Regions from separate parts of the Mus musculus genome. Here region 2 is linked to region 1. A link is a contact called in public Hi-C data. All regions are on one chromosome and are shown on one strand. The core of a region is the stretch at or near the end of the contact, and the rest is flanking DNA. Distances in the headings are between cores, read along the strand shown.

Region 1 (5,530 bases), core at 1,981-4,480:
TCATCAGGGGCACCCTGGCTGGCTCGTGCCAGCTGGGCATCCTCGTGGCTGTGGTAGACCCACTGGTAAAGACCCTGCGAAGAACCACTGTCAGAGGACGAGCCAAGGCAGGCGGTCCCCTGATTCCTGCCCATGAGGCCACCTCTGAAGAGATCTCCAAAATGTCCCTCTGGAACTGAGGGACCACTGGCTGGGGGTGGAACACCAACTCTGAAGCGGGGCTTTGACAACACTGGGGTACAAGTAATATCCTCATCTCTCCTGAATCTCCAAAGTCAAGAGAAGGCGTGTAGATGGAAGAGTGACTGTAGCCATGAGTCTGTCACACTGTCAGCAGGGGAGAATTTGGGCTGTCAGAACCCAACCCTGCAAGTGATTTCTATGGTTAATGTGGCTCGTTGCTGAAGTCACAACACTCCCGTTTGTAAAAGGGCCTTTCACACTCAGCTCAGCTCAGTGCTCCTAAGCAGTCTAAGGGGCCTCCAAGATGGCAGGCAGCCTCCCACCTTCCGCTCAGTGCTCACCAGGGCCTCCTCCCTGTGGTTGCGGAAAGCCTGGAAGTGCTCGAGAACCTCCAGGGCGCCATCATTCGCCACGCTGGTGCCGTTGACTTTCAGGATGCATTGGCCCGCGCAGAGCCCGGCAGCCACAGCCTCAGAGCCTGAGGAACAGGAACACTTGAGGCCAGAGCCAGGCAGAGGAGCCAGGGTCCAGCTGCCCCTGCCAATGGCTGCATCCAGAGCGTGCCTCCTCTCAGCTGCCAACCAGAGAGCTGCCGCTGATACAGCAGAGGCAGCCGGCCCAATGTGGTATCTCAGACCCCTATCTTTTGGAGCCCTGCATGCCCGCACAGCGACGGACTGAAGCCAGGACGCAGAGAGAGACCAAAGCTACCCTTAGGGCAAAGGCTCAGAAAATCCAGGACACAATATAGCTGCCTAGCACGGTCCATCCCTGCCAGTCCTACCACAGGTCCCAAGCAGTGGGTCGTGAGCATCTCTAGGCTAACGGACAACTCTAGAAATGAAAACAAATGGCCAGCTGACTCCAGCCTAAGATGCACAGGCCTCGAGGACCTTGGCCCATGCAGGTCCCAGTCTCAGGGGCCTCCAACTACCTCTCTGCCCTGCGTCTACAACACAACACTTCACCTCTCTGGGCCTTAATATTCTCATCTGTGAAGTTGGTAAACAGCACATCTCTTCAAAGGACTCTGGAGAGACTCTAGAAGCTTGGGCGTGGGGAATGGCTGTCCTTACTAAGTGCTCAGTAGATGTTAGTCACTTTCTCAGTTCTAGCTGGACTGCCTAAGGCTCTAGCCAAGGTCTCACACAGCTGGACCATGGCCTTGATGCCACTGGGAAGCTATAGTCGCTTGCACTGGGCATGCGGCTCTCCACGCCCACGATGTGGCCCCAAGAGGCTCTGCACACCAGACTCCCGCTCACCTCTGCCCACAGCAAAGACACACGGCGGGGCTGTTCCTCGAATCTGGAAGGACAGGGCCTCTGGGTGGTCAGGGACTTTGATGGTCCTGGCAGGCACAGGGGCAGAGACAGGCCATGAGAAAAAGGAGTGTGGGTCCTCAAGGAGTCCCTTCCCGCCAACACCCTGGGCTTCTTGGAAATCAGCCATGAGAGGAGCAATGATCAACATGGTCAGTCAACCAGGTCCCCAAAGAACCAAAGGCTGTCACCCAAGCAGACAGGGGCTGAGACAGTGGCGGATACCAAGGGGAGGCACAGCTTGGGGGCTGTGGGTGCCAAGGGAAGGTACCAGCCGCAGGGATTGGCAGATATCATTCATTTTGAGCTGCTAGGCAGCTTCTGTCCCCAGCACACAGCATGATCCCTCCTTCCATGTCTACCGGGCAAGCAGAGCCACCCTGAGAGCCTGTCCTCAAAGATTAAACCCTGGTGACTTCCGTCTCCGGCATCGAGTAGCTAAGCCTTTCCTGTCACCTTTTCCTTGAATCTCCTGTCCTTACAGAAACAGAGTCTAAACCAGCGGTTCTCAACCTTGCTAATGCTGGGGGGCCCTTTAATACAGTTCCTTATGAAGCCAGGCGTGATGGTGCACGCCTTTAATCCCAGCACTTGGGAGGCAGAGAGAGGCAGGTGGATTTCTGAGTTCGAGGCCAGCCTGGTCTACAAAGTGAGTTCCAGGACAGCCAGGGCTACACAGAGAAACACTGTCTCAAAAAAAAAAAAAAAAAAAAAAAAAAAATGCAGTTCCTTATGTTCTCGTGACCCCACCAACCATAAAATTATTTTCATAGCTACTTCCTAACTGTAATTTTCCTACTGTTAGGGATCCTAACGTGAATATCTGTGTTTTCAAATGGTCTTAGGCAACCTCTGTGAAAGGATCAGCCAACATTTGCCTCAAGTGCCTGGGAAGCAGGGAACCAAATAATTAACCAATATAAGTACATTTGTGCTGGAGAGATGGCTCAGTGGTTAAGAGCACTGACTGCCCTTCCAGCGGTCCTGCGTTCAATTCCCAGTAACCACACAGTAGTTCACAACCATCTGTAATGGGATCCAATGCCCTCTTCTGGCATGCAGGTATACATGCAGACAGAGTACATATACATAAATAAATAAATAATAAGTAAAATAAAAGTATGCCCACCGCACCTCTGTCCAGATGTGGCCCACCCTGACCCTGCAAGCCAGGCAGCCATAGAAGGCACCTGCTTCCACCTGCAGCCCCAGGGAAGCCTTCCTCTCCAGCGGTCATCCATGGGGACTTGCTCATGTCTCCTCTCTCCAACTCTGCTCTACCCCCTCACTGCCTCCTCCGACCTGCCACCAACAGTGCAACCTCGGGGGCTTTGCAGTGAGTGCTTCATCTTTCTAGAACCCTCGTCCTCCAGAAGTCGTCTCCTAGAGCCATCGCTCCATCCCCAGTGACATCTCTCTGGCCACTGTCTCTCTGCATACACTGGCTTCCTTCTCTAATCTCAGGTATCTGCTGATAACTGCCAACTCGGCACACGCCTCACACCTGCCCAGTGTATATCTGGCCCCGCCCCCTGACTTCGCAAGAATCCATGGAAGGTAGGAACTGTATCCACCTTGACGGGACGGTGTTCCCAAAACTGAGCTGGTCATGCACTTGGGACATCAAATTAGACTAACAAAGGTGGCAGCCCCATGCTGGAGGGCCAGGCCCAGGGAGACCTGCTGAGTCAGCCTGAGGCTCGCACTCACTCTTTGGCCTTGGTGGCCACCAGGAGGCGGAGCGGGCGGCGGGAGCAGAAGAACTGGTTGAGGATGGTCTCCACCTCAGAGAAGGGACGCAGGAACACCAGGTCCTCGTTGATGGAGTAAATCTTCCTCCCAGCCTGCAGGCCAGCCATCTGGAGGGACAAGCACAGGTGTCACTGGCCTCCTCCCTCTTCACCGAGGAAGCTGGAATGTTCTAGAAGCACCAGGAAGCTGGGCTCTGAGCTGTAAATGAAAGCCCAAGGAGGCAAGGGTGGGTGGCAGTTCCCTTGGGAAGAAATGGCCAGCGCCAGCCTGTGTTGTGACGGCACAGAGGTCAGTGTGGTGGCCACTTTGTAACCATGGGAATGTGAACAAGACTGTGGAAGGAGATGCCATAAACTGGGGTTTGGGAGACAGAAGAAACCCTGCAGGGAGCCAGCCATCTGCTTTCCCTGCACGTCTCCAAGAGCCCAGCAGGTGGCGCTAGTGGAACGTGCCAGGAAGGCAGTCTCATTCCCAGCTACCCTGCATCTCAGAGACACGGGGTCACCCCCAGCTCAGGTACCACCCCACCTGAGTGGCCACCGGTGGGTCTCACCTCAGCCAGCGAGCCCCTCTGCACAGACTTCACTACCACAGCCTTGTTCTTCTCCTCAAGGTCGAAGCCATAGTCGTCCTCCTGTGGCGGGATCTGAAAGCCCAAGATGCACTTATGGCAACCAGACGGGAGCGACGACAACACCCTTCTCCCCAAGAACTAGGATCCTGCGGGGGCGGGGGGTGTGTGTGGCAAGTCTACAAGGCCCCTGAGCTGCCCCACTTTTACTGCTGACTGAAGGAAACAGTCTACAGTGTGACTGGGAATGTACTCAGGCTAAAGTAAAAGAAGAGAGCGGGTGGGCAAAGAGCTCTAGGCAGCAGGTACAGGGGGTGGGAAGGCCCAGAGGCAGCCCCAGGGAGAGAGACTAGCCTGGCTCAGACAGTGAGGAAAGCGTTACCCAGGGGACAAAGCTGGAGAGGCAGGAAGAGCTCAGGACAGACGCTGACTCTTATCCAGGTGTGGTGGGTTACACTGGAGGGCTTTAGAGCACCAGAGGGAACTGCCGTCCCCAGGATTACCACAGACCAGAGAGGTTAGAGTGGCTATGGACAGACCTCTTCCGGACAACTCGCCACAAGCCCAGCCTAAGAAGTCAGGCTAGGTGGGCTGGGATGCCAACCTTGCTGACCTGGTTAGTAAATGTCCCAACTGCAGACACTCAAGGCTCCTGGATGCGAGCAGGACACAAACTCCTGAGAGCTATCTATAGTGCTGGAGGAGGTGACTCAGGAGGCACAGTGAAGCAATGGCTGTGGGCTAGATGAAAGGGTAGGAACTCCTGCAGCCCCAGCGTTTCATGAGGAATATAGTCCTGGCTAGCACAGTGACTTGGCTTTTCTGTCCCAAGACTCATGCTCAGAGCTGCATGCCCTGCTCTGGCCACTGTCTGAAGCTGCCCAGCTCCCAGGCCACAGGAGAGGCAGGGAAGAGAGGCAGAACAGCCCTACTGTGAGCCTCCTACCAGCAGTCGCTTTGCCAGGATGTTCTCCACCAGCTTGAAGTCATTGCGAAGCTGTTTGTTCTTGCTGCTGGTCCCCTCCATCTCCTCATCAGCATGGAAGCGGAAGTACTGGGACTCATCCTTGAATTCGCTCTTCTCCAGAACTGCAAGCCGCAGACACACAGTCGTGGTCAGATGGCAGCGGTTCGGCGCCTTGGCCAACCGGCAGCCACAGGCTAGAAGCAGCTCCCGGACAAGCGTGGCTTGGTCGAGAGAGCATTGTAAGGGAGCAGAATTGCAAGCCAGTGTTAACATGTGTGAACTCCACACAACGGCCTTGGCTCTCTGACTCCTTTAAAAACCTGACATGGCTTGGTGGGTTCAGTGCCTGCCATACAAGCAGTAAGGCCTGCGTTTGGATCCACAGTGCCGATATAAATGCCCTGTGAAGCACATGCCTCTAACCCCAGTGCTGGGGAGACAGAGACCAGCACATCTTCAGAGCTTGCTGGCCAGCAATTGACCCAGTTGGGAGGGCTCTGGGTTCAGATAGAGATCCTGTCTCAAAAACCACAGTGGAAAGTGGCTGAGGAAGGTACCCAGTGTCCCCCTCTGGCCTCCACATGAAGGGTGAGTCCAGCCACATGTTACACGCACACGCGCACACACAACAAGAAATCTTTAAAAACAAAAAAGAAGCTGGGCGTGGTGGCACACGCCTTTAATCCCAGCACTTGGGAGGCAGAGGCAGGTGGATTTCTGAGTTTGAGGCCAGCC
Region 2 (5,530 bases), core at 2,025-4,524, 280 kb after region 1:
GTCCTCCTAAAAGGTGACAGTGTCCTAGCTGTCGCATTTAGGCAGAAAGGTCAAGAAGCTCGATGTTCGTTATGAAGGAGAGGAAACCGTTGGGCTTTGGTGACGTGGTGGAGAAGAGCATTTGCTGTCTTTCAGAGGACCTGAGTTTGGTCCCAGCACCACCCACATTCTATAGCTCTCAGCTGTCGGTAACTCCTGCTGCAGAGGATCAGACAGCCTCTGGGCTCCGCACGCTCATACTCAGTGCACACTCCACAGACATAACATTAACCAGAGGAACCAGGAGTGGAGGTGCACACCTTTAATGTCAGCACTCAGAAGGCAGAGGCAGGGGGACCCCTGAGAGTTTGAGGTCATCCTGGTCTAAAGAGTGAGTTCCAGGACAGCCAGAGTTATATAGTGAGACCTTTTCTCAAAAACAAAAAAGAGCTGGGCGTGGTGGCACACACCTTTAATCCCAGCACTTGGGAGGCAGAGGCAGGCAGATTTCTGAGTTCGAGGCCAGCCTGGTCTACAGAGTGAGTTCCAGGACAGCCAGGGCTATACAGAGAAACCCTGTCTCGAAAAAAACAAAACAAAACAAAACAAAAAAGAAACTCTCCCTTTTAAGAAATGACATTTGCCACTGACACGCTGAGAAATCACAGTTCCAAATTGCATCTGTGGATTGGTCATGGAGGTTTGTGACAGAGCTTTGCATGCAACAGAGCCCACCCTAAACCCCCCTCTCTAAGAAAGGAAAGGGGGGAAGACGCCTTCTGTTTGCTTCTGGAGAAGTTTGGGTTTTTCTTTTTTTTTAAAGATTTATTTATTTATTATATGTAAGTACACTGTAGCTATCTTCAGACACACCAGAAGAGGGCGTCAGATCTCCTTACGGATGGTTGTGAGCCACCATGTGGTTGTTGGGATTTGAACTCCGGACCTTTTGGAGGAGCAGTCAGGTGCTCTTACCCACTGAGCCATCTCACCAGCCCTGGGTTTTTCTTATATGTCTCATCTTTCCGGGTAAGACCTGGGAACAATTAAGGGTTGGTTCCAAAGCATTGAAATGATGGGAACACAGACATCCTAGTTGATGTGGAGGTTTGCACCAGGCTGTGGAAATCCTCCCAGCCGGGCTACATAATGGACAACCACTTAGGTGTCAGTGCCTGTGAGCCAGGCAGCTTGTCAGTAAAATGGGCACATAGCAAGCTCTTTGTAACTAGTAGTAGCTGCTATTGAGTACTATGTCGCAGTGATTTCTGGAAACACAAGGAATTCTGGGTACTTAGCAGCCGTTGATCATTAGCATCTTTCCTTTTTCTTTTTAAGATTTACTTACTAATTTATTTTATGTATATGAGTACACTGTAGCTGTCTTCAGACACCCCAGAAGAGGGCATCGGATCCCATTACAGATGGTTGTGAGCCACCATGTGGTTGCTGGGAATTGAACTCAGGGCCTCTGGAAGAGCAGTCAGTGCTCTTAACAGCTGAGCCATCTCTCCAGCCCCTTAGCATGTTTCTTAATGTAACATTCACTCTCTGCCCCAGTGCTCTTGTGAGCTGCCTCCCTCTGGTCTGTAGGCTCATGGGAATGACACCTTCAGTGGGCAGGGGAATGTCTCCCTCGGTCTCTGGGATTTCCCCTTCTAGACTTCGGAAGAGAGTTTGGGAAAAGATTGTCTAGAGCCTCAGTCTTTGTGTGGCTGCTTTTCTGACCCCTCCTGCTTGCTTACACTACATCTGAGACATGATTTTCATTTCAGGTGCTGCAAGAGTACACAAGTGATGATATGAATGTGGCTCCTGGTGACAGGGTCTGGGTCAGAGGCTGGTTTCCCATCCTGTTTGAACTCTCCTGCATCATTAACAGATGCAAGTTAGATGTACGCACAAGGTAACTGGATCCCCAAGGCAGCTGGACATCAATGTTAAAATGAGTCGCTTCTTACCCCACCCCAGGTTCACACCTCCCCTCCCTGACCCTTGCCTCCATCTCAGTTTGGCCATTTCTTCCTCACCTTCTCCCTGCTCTCCTTTATTTTTCCCCCAGGGGACTCACGGTCATGTTTGAGATTATGAAGAGCTATGGCCACACCTTTGCAAAGCACTGGTGGCAGGACCTGTTCAGAATCGTGTTTCGAATTTTTGACAACATGAAACTCCCTGAGCAACAGTCAGAGGTGGGTGATGTCTACAGTGTGGCCTGTGAGTAGATGTAATGGGCCCATGGCCGGCCTCCTCCTTGGGGTTGTCTTGCCAGATAACAGGGGTTTAACAACTTAACAACTATTTAAGATGCTTCTACAAGTGGACAGAAGCACTGACCATCTTAGACCAGTGTCAGCTAGTTCTGGGAGATCCCTTTCTGGGAAAAGGGAGAGGAAGTTCCTCATGGTTTGCCCTCCTGGACCTGGACACTGCCTGCCAGCTCTGCAGGCTCATGGCTGCTCTTCTTGTGTGTGCCACGCTCTGACCTGGTCTTGCAGGATCGAGAGCAATGGCAGAGATGCACAGACAAGACAAGCACAGCTGTCTTCTTTTCTTTTTCTTTTTTGTCTTTTTATGACAGAGTTTATTTGTGTAGCCCTGGCTGACCTAGAACTTAGTTTGTAAACCAGGCTGGCCTCACAGTCATAGCTATCCACCTGCCTCTGCCTCCTGAGTGCTGAAATTACGAGTGTGTGCCATCACTACCTGACTGGCCCTTTATTAATGTATTATTTCAGGAACATCATTTCCCCCTCATACCAGCATAAAAATAACATGCACTAGATGAAATATTCCGGATACACAGAGTTCACACCTCTATCACATAGAAACTGAGGCTACCACTATGTTGTCTTTTCCTACTTAAACAGTTTATACAGTTGAAGTCCTAGTGTAGACATTTGTCCTGTTCTTTAATGTTAGAGTAATTTTTTCCTCATCATAAATAGATAGATAAATATTCATTTCAGAAAAATGCTTGTCTAGCATGCAGGAAGCATGTGGTCCGCACGTGTGCTCCAGCTCTAGGGTTTGTTTCTGCAATGCCCAGCCCCCGCATAGCTTTCTACACAGATTCTAGGGGTCTGGGGATTGGACTCAGTCCTCATGCTCGCTGGGCGACGCTCTGAAGTGAGCGTTCCTAAATTCCCTTGTAATTGAGGACAGGAATCCGGGAGGCCTAACTTCTGCATTCATGTCCACACACCATGGCTTGCATGTCTGCAGGGCACTGTGGGCCTTCCCCTTTCCCCACACTATCCAGCCTTTGCTTTCATTTACCTCGGTGCTCTGCACGGGCAGAGGCTCTGCTGGCTGGCTGGCTGGCTGCCACCACTGATCACCACATCTTCCTATTGGGACCTGGCTTTTTGGACCTGGCTTTTTGTCCTGTGTCATCAGCTTTTCCCAGTTGCTTCCTCTTCTGTTTGTTGAGGGGCTGGGTTTGGTTGGTTTTTCACTTGTGTGTTTTGTTTTTGAGGCAGTGTCATCCTCCAGCCTGGGTGGACCCGAAGGTCACTTTGTAGTCTTACTTTTTCATTGGTATCTTTATTTTCTTTTTATTTAGTTTTTTCTGGCTGTTCTGGACTCCATATATAGATCAGGCTAGCCTCAAACTCTCAAAAATCCGCCTGCTTCTGCCTCCCAGATGCTGGTATTAAAGATGTGCACCACCAACGTCCAGCTTAAAACTTTCCTCACACAGTATATTTTGGTTGTGTTTTCCCCTCCTCCAACTGTTCCCACATTCTTCCCGCATACCCAACTTTGTTCTTTCTCATTGTCTTAAAAAACACACACACACACACACACACACACACACACACACACACACACACACACACACAGTGTAACTCCTCACTCTGTATCGCTCCATTGCGGAAAGTGGATTTCCCTTTCCTGGCAACTGTCAGCTGCAGATGGCTTCTTGGTCAGGGGTGGGGCTCTGTAGGCCAGCACCTGTGCTGGTCTTTATTTACGCTATGTTACCAGGTCTTCAGTTTCATTTCCTTCTGGCTTTTATTTTGAGAACCCTATTCGTGACACTTTTCTTTTCTGTCATTGTGTAATCATTTTTATATTTCTCTGGTACTTTTATGCCGTCATTTTTTGAAAGAGTGTGGGGGGGGGCAGGATAAGGTGCTGGGTGACCGCCTCTTTCATAGTCCACTATTACTTTGAGTCAAGCTCTCCTGGTGAATGTGAGGCTCTCATTGTCTCCTCTTGGCAAACCCCAGCGGCGCCATATTCCCTCAGCCCTTCCCACACATGGGGCAATGGGTGCCTGGGACGGTAAGCTTGTTCCAAGGCTGTGAAATCTGAACTCCAGCTCTCGTGATTGCCTAGCAAGTGCCCTCGACTGCTGAGCCATCTCTTTAGCCCGTATGCAGTTGTCTTTATTTTCCCATATTATTTTAAGGGACAGTTTAATATTTGTGAGTCCACAGTGAAGCCTATCACACCATGCAGTTTTCAGAGTCTGAATGTTACAGGGGTGGACATTTTCTTCTGCAAACATTTCCTCACCCGCCTGACTGTTTCTGTAGGATCTGACGGTGGAGAGAGTAGTTCTGAGCAAGCAGAAGCAGTCAGGTTTGAGATGTCGATACTTATGTGAGTGACAGCCAGGCTTGCAAGAGCAGCCATCTTACCCTAGAGATGTTGGTTTTGAAGATTCATTTTTTTTCCTTTCAGAAATCAGAGTGGATGACGACCACGTGCAATCATGCACTGTACGCTATTTGTGACGTATTCACCCAGTTCTACGAAGCTTTGCATGAAGTGCTTCTCTCTGATGTGTTTGCGCAGCTGCAGTGGTGCGTGAAACAAGGTATTCATTAAGTGAGGGAGGGGCAGTGTTTCCTCGTACACAGTCTTTATGAGGAATTAATTTTCTGTCATAAAAGTATAAATGCAATGCCAAGGGTCACTGTGTACAATTCAGTCCACCAGTCCCTTCCCAGGTTGATTTATAAGCACAGTTTAAAGGTGGATTTTGTTGTTTTTGTTTTAAAGGGTGAGATGCACTTTTGTGCTTTAAAGTTTGTTTTTTTTTTAATTCCCCTCCGTTTCTCCCTCCCTCCTTTCCTCCCAGCCTGTGTCTGTCCATCCGTGTGTACATCCGTGTGTCCATGAGCTATTCCCTCAACTCCCTTCTTTCAAGTTTTATGTGTTTGTAATTTTTTTATAGTAAACTATTTTTTAAAGTACTTTTGGAGTTACTATCACCAGCTACATCAGTGACATCTTATTTAGTGGTTATGTGTTCATGTTAGTGTATACCAGATAAAAACCATGTATCCCTCAGACCTGGATCCATTTTGGCCTAGGGCAAAGTTAAATTCAGTTAAGATCTTTTTGAAAAGTGACTCCTTCTTTCCTCCTTCTCTGTGCAGCCTGGCTGTGCTGGAACTTGATCTGTTTAGACAGACTGGCCTCAGAGTCACAGAGATCCGCCTGCCTCTGCAGCCCAGGCGCTGGGGTCAGAGGTGTCTGCCACCACGCCCTTCTGGCGAAAAGGACCACATTTTAAAGGAAGTAGCAAATAGCTGTA

What was found. Hi-C and Micro-C count contacts between places; a contact is called where the count stands out from the background.
Region 2: a contact with region 1 is called in a Hi-C map of bone marrow-derived macrophages, with 25 read pairs. The contact joins two enhancer-like sites. A contact is called at or near these places in 20 of 484 Hi-C or Micro-C datasets (the BV-2 cell line, the C2C12 cell line, CD4 T cells and 14 more), 3 of 115 datasets of contacts at active chromatin or transcription factors (embryonic stem cells and large pre-B cells) and 2 of 9 other capture datasets (embryonic stem cells and liver).

Annotation. Positions count from the first base shown.
Region 1 is chr2:166,588,986-166,594,515 of GRCm38.p6, forward strand. It overlaps Prex1 (phosphatidylinositol-3,4,5-trisphosphate-dependent Rac exchange factor 1), which reads right to left. Exons shown (of 40, transcript NM_177782.3): 16 at 4,775-4,917; 17 at 3,811-3,903; 18 at 3,216-3,364; 19 at 1,449-1,534; 20 at 525-661; 21 at 1-74. Among named protein-coding and RNA genes, the nearest start is that of Gm29679, 27 kb to the left of the region's middle. Within about 2 kb of position 3,231, at least 18 of the 459 cell types and tissues checked have an H3K27ac peak or open chromatin away from gene starts, as enhancers often do. A contact at or near this core is called in bone marrow-derived macrophages, where this site is marked.
Region 2 is chr2:166,871,822-166,877,351 of GRCm38.p6, forward strand. Arfgef2 (ADP-ribosylation factor guanine nucleotide-exchange factor 2 (brefeldin A-inhibited)) reads left to right here. Exons shown (of 39, transcript NM_001085495.2): 29 at 1,755-1,885; 30 at 2,042-2,171; 31 at 4,672-4,807. Among named protein-coding and RNA genes, the nearest start is that of Cse1l, 32 kb to the right of the region's middle. Within about 2 kb of position 3,275, at least 72 of the 459 cell types and tissues checked have an H3K27ac peak or open chromatin away from gene starts, as enhancers often do. A contact at or near this core is called in bone marrow-derived macrophages, where this site is marked.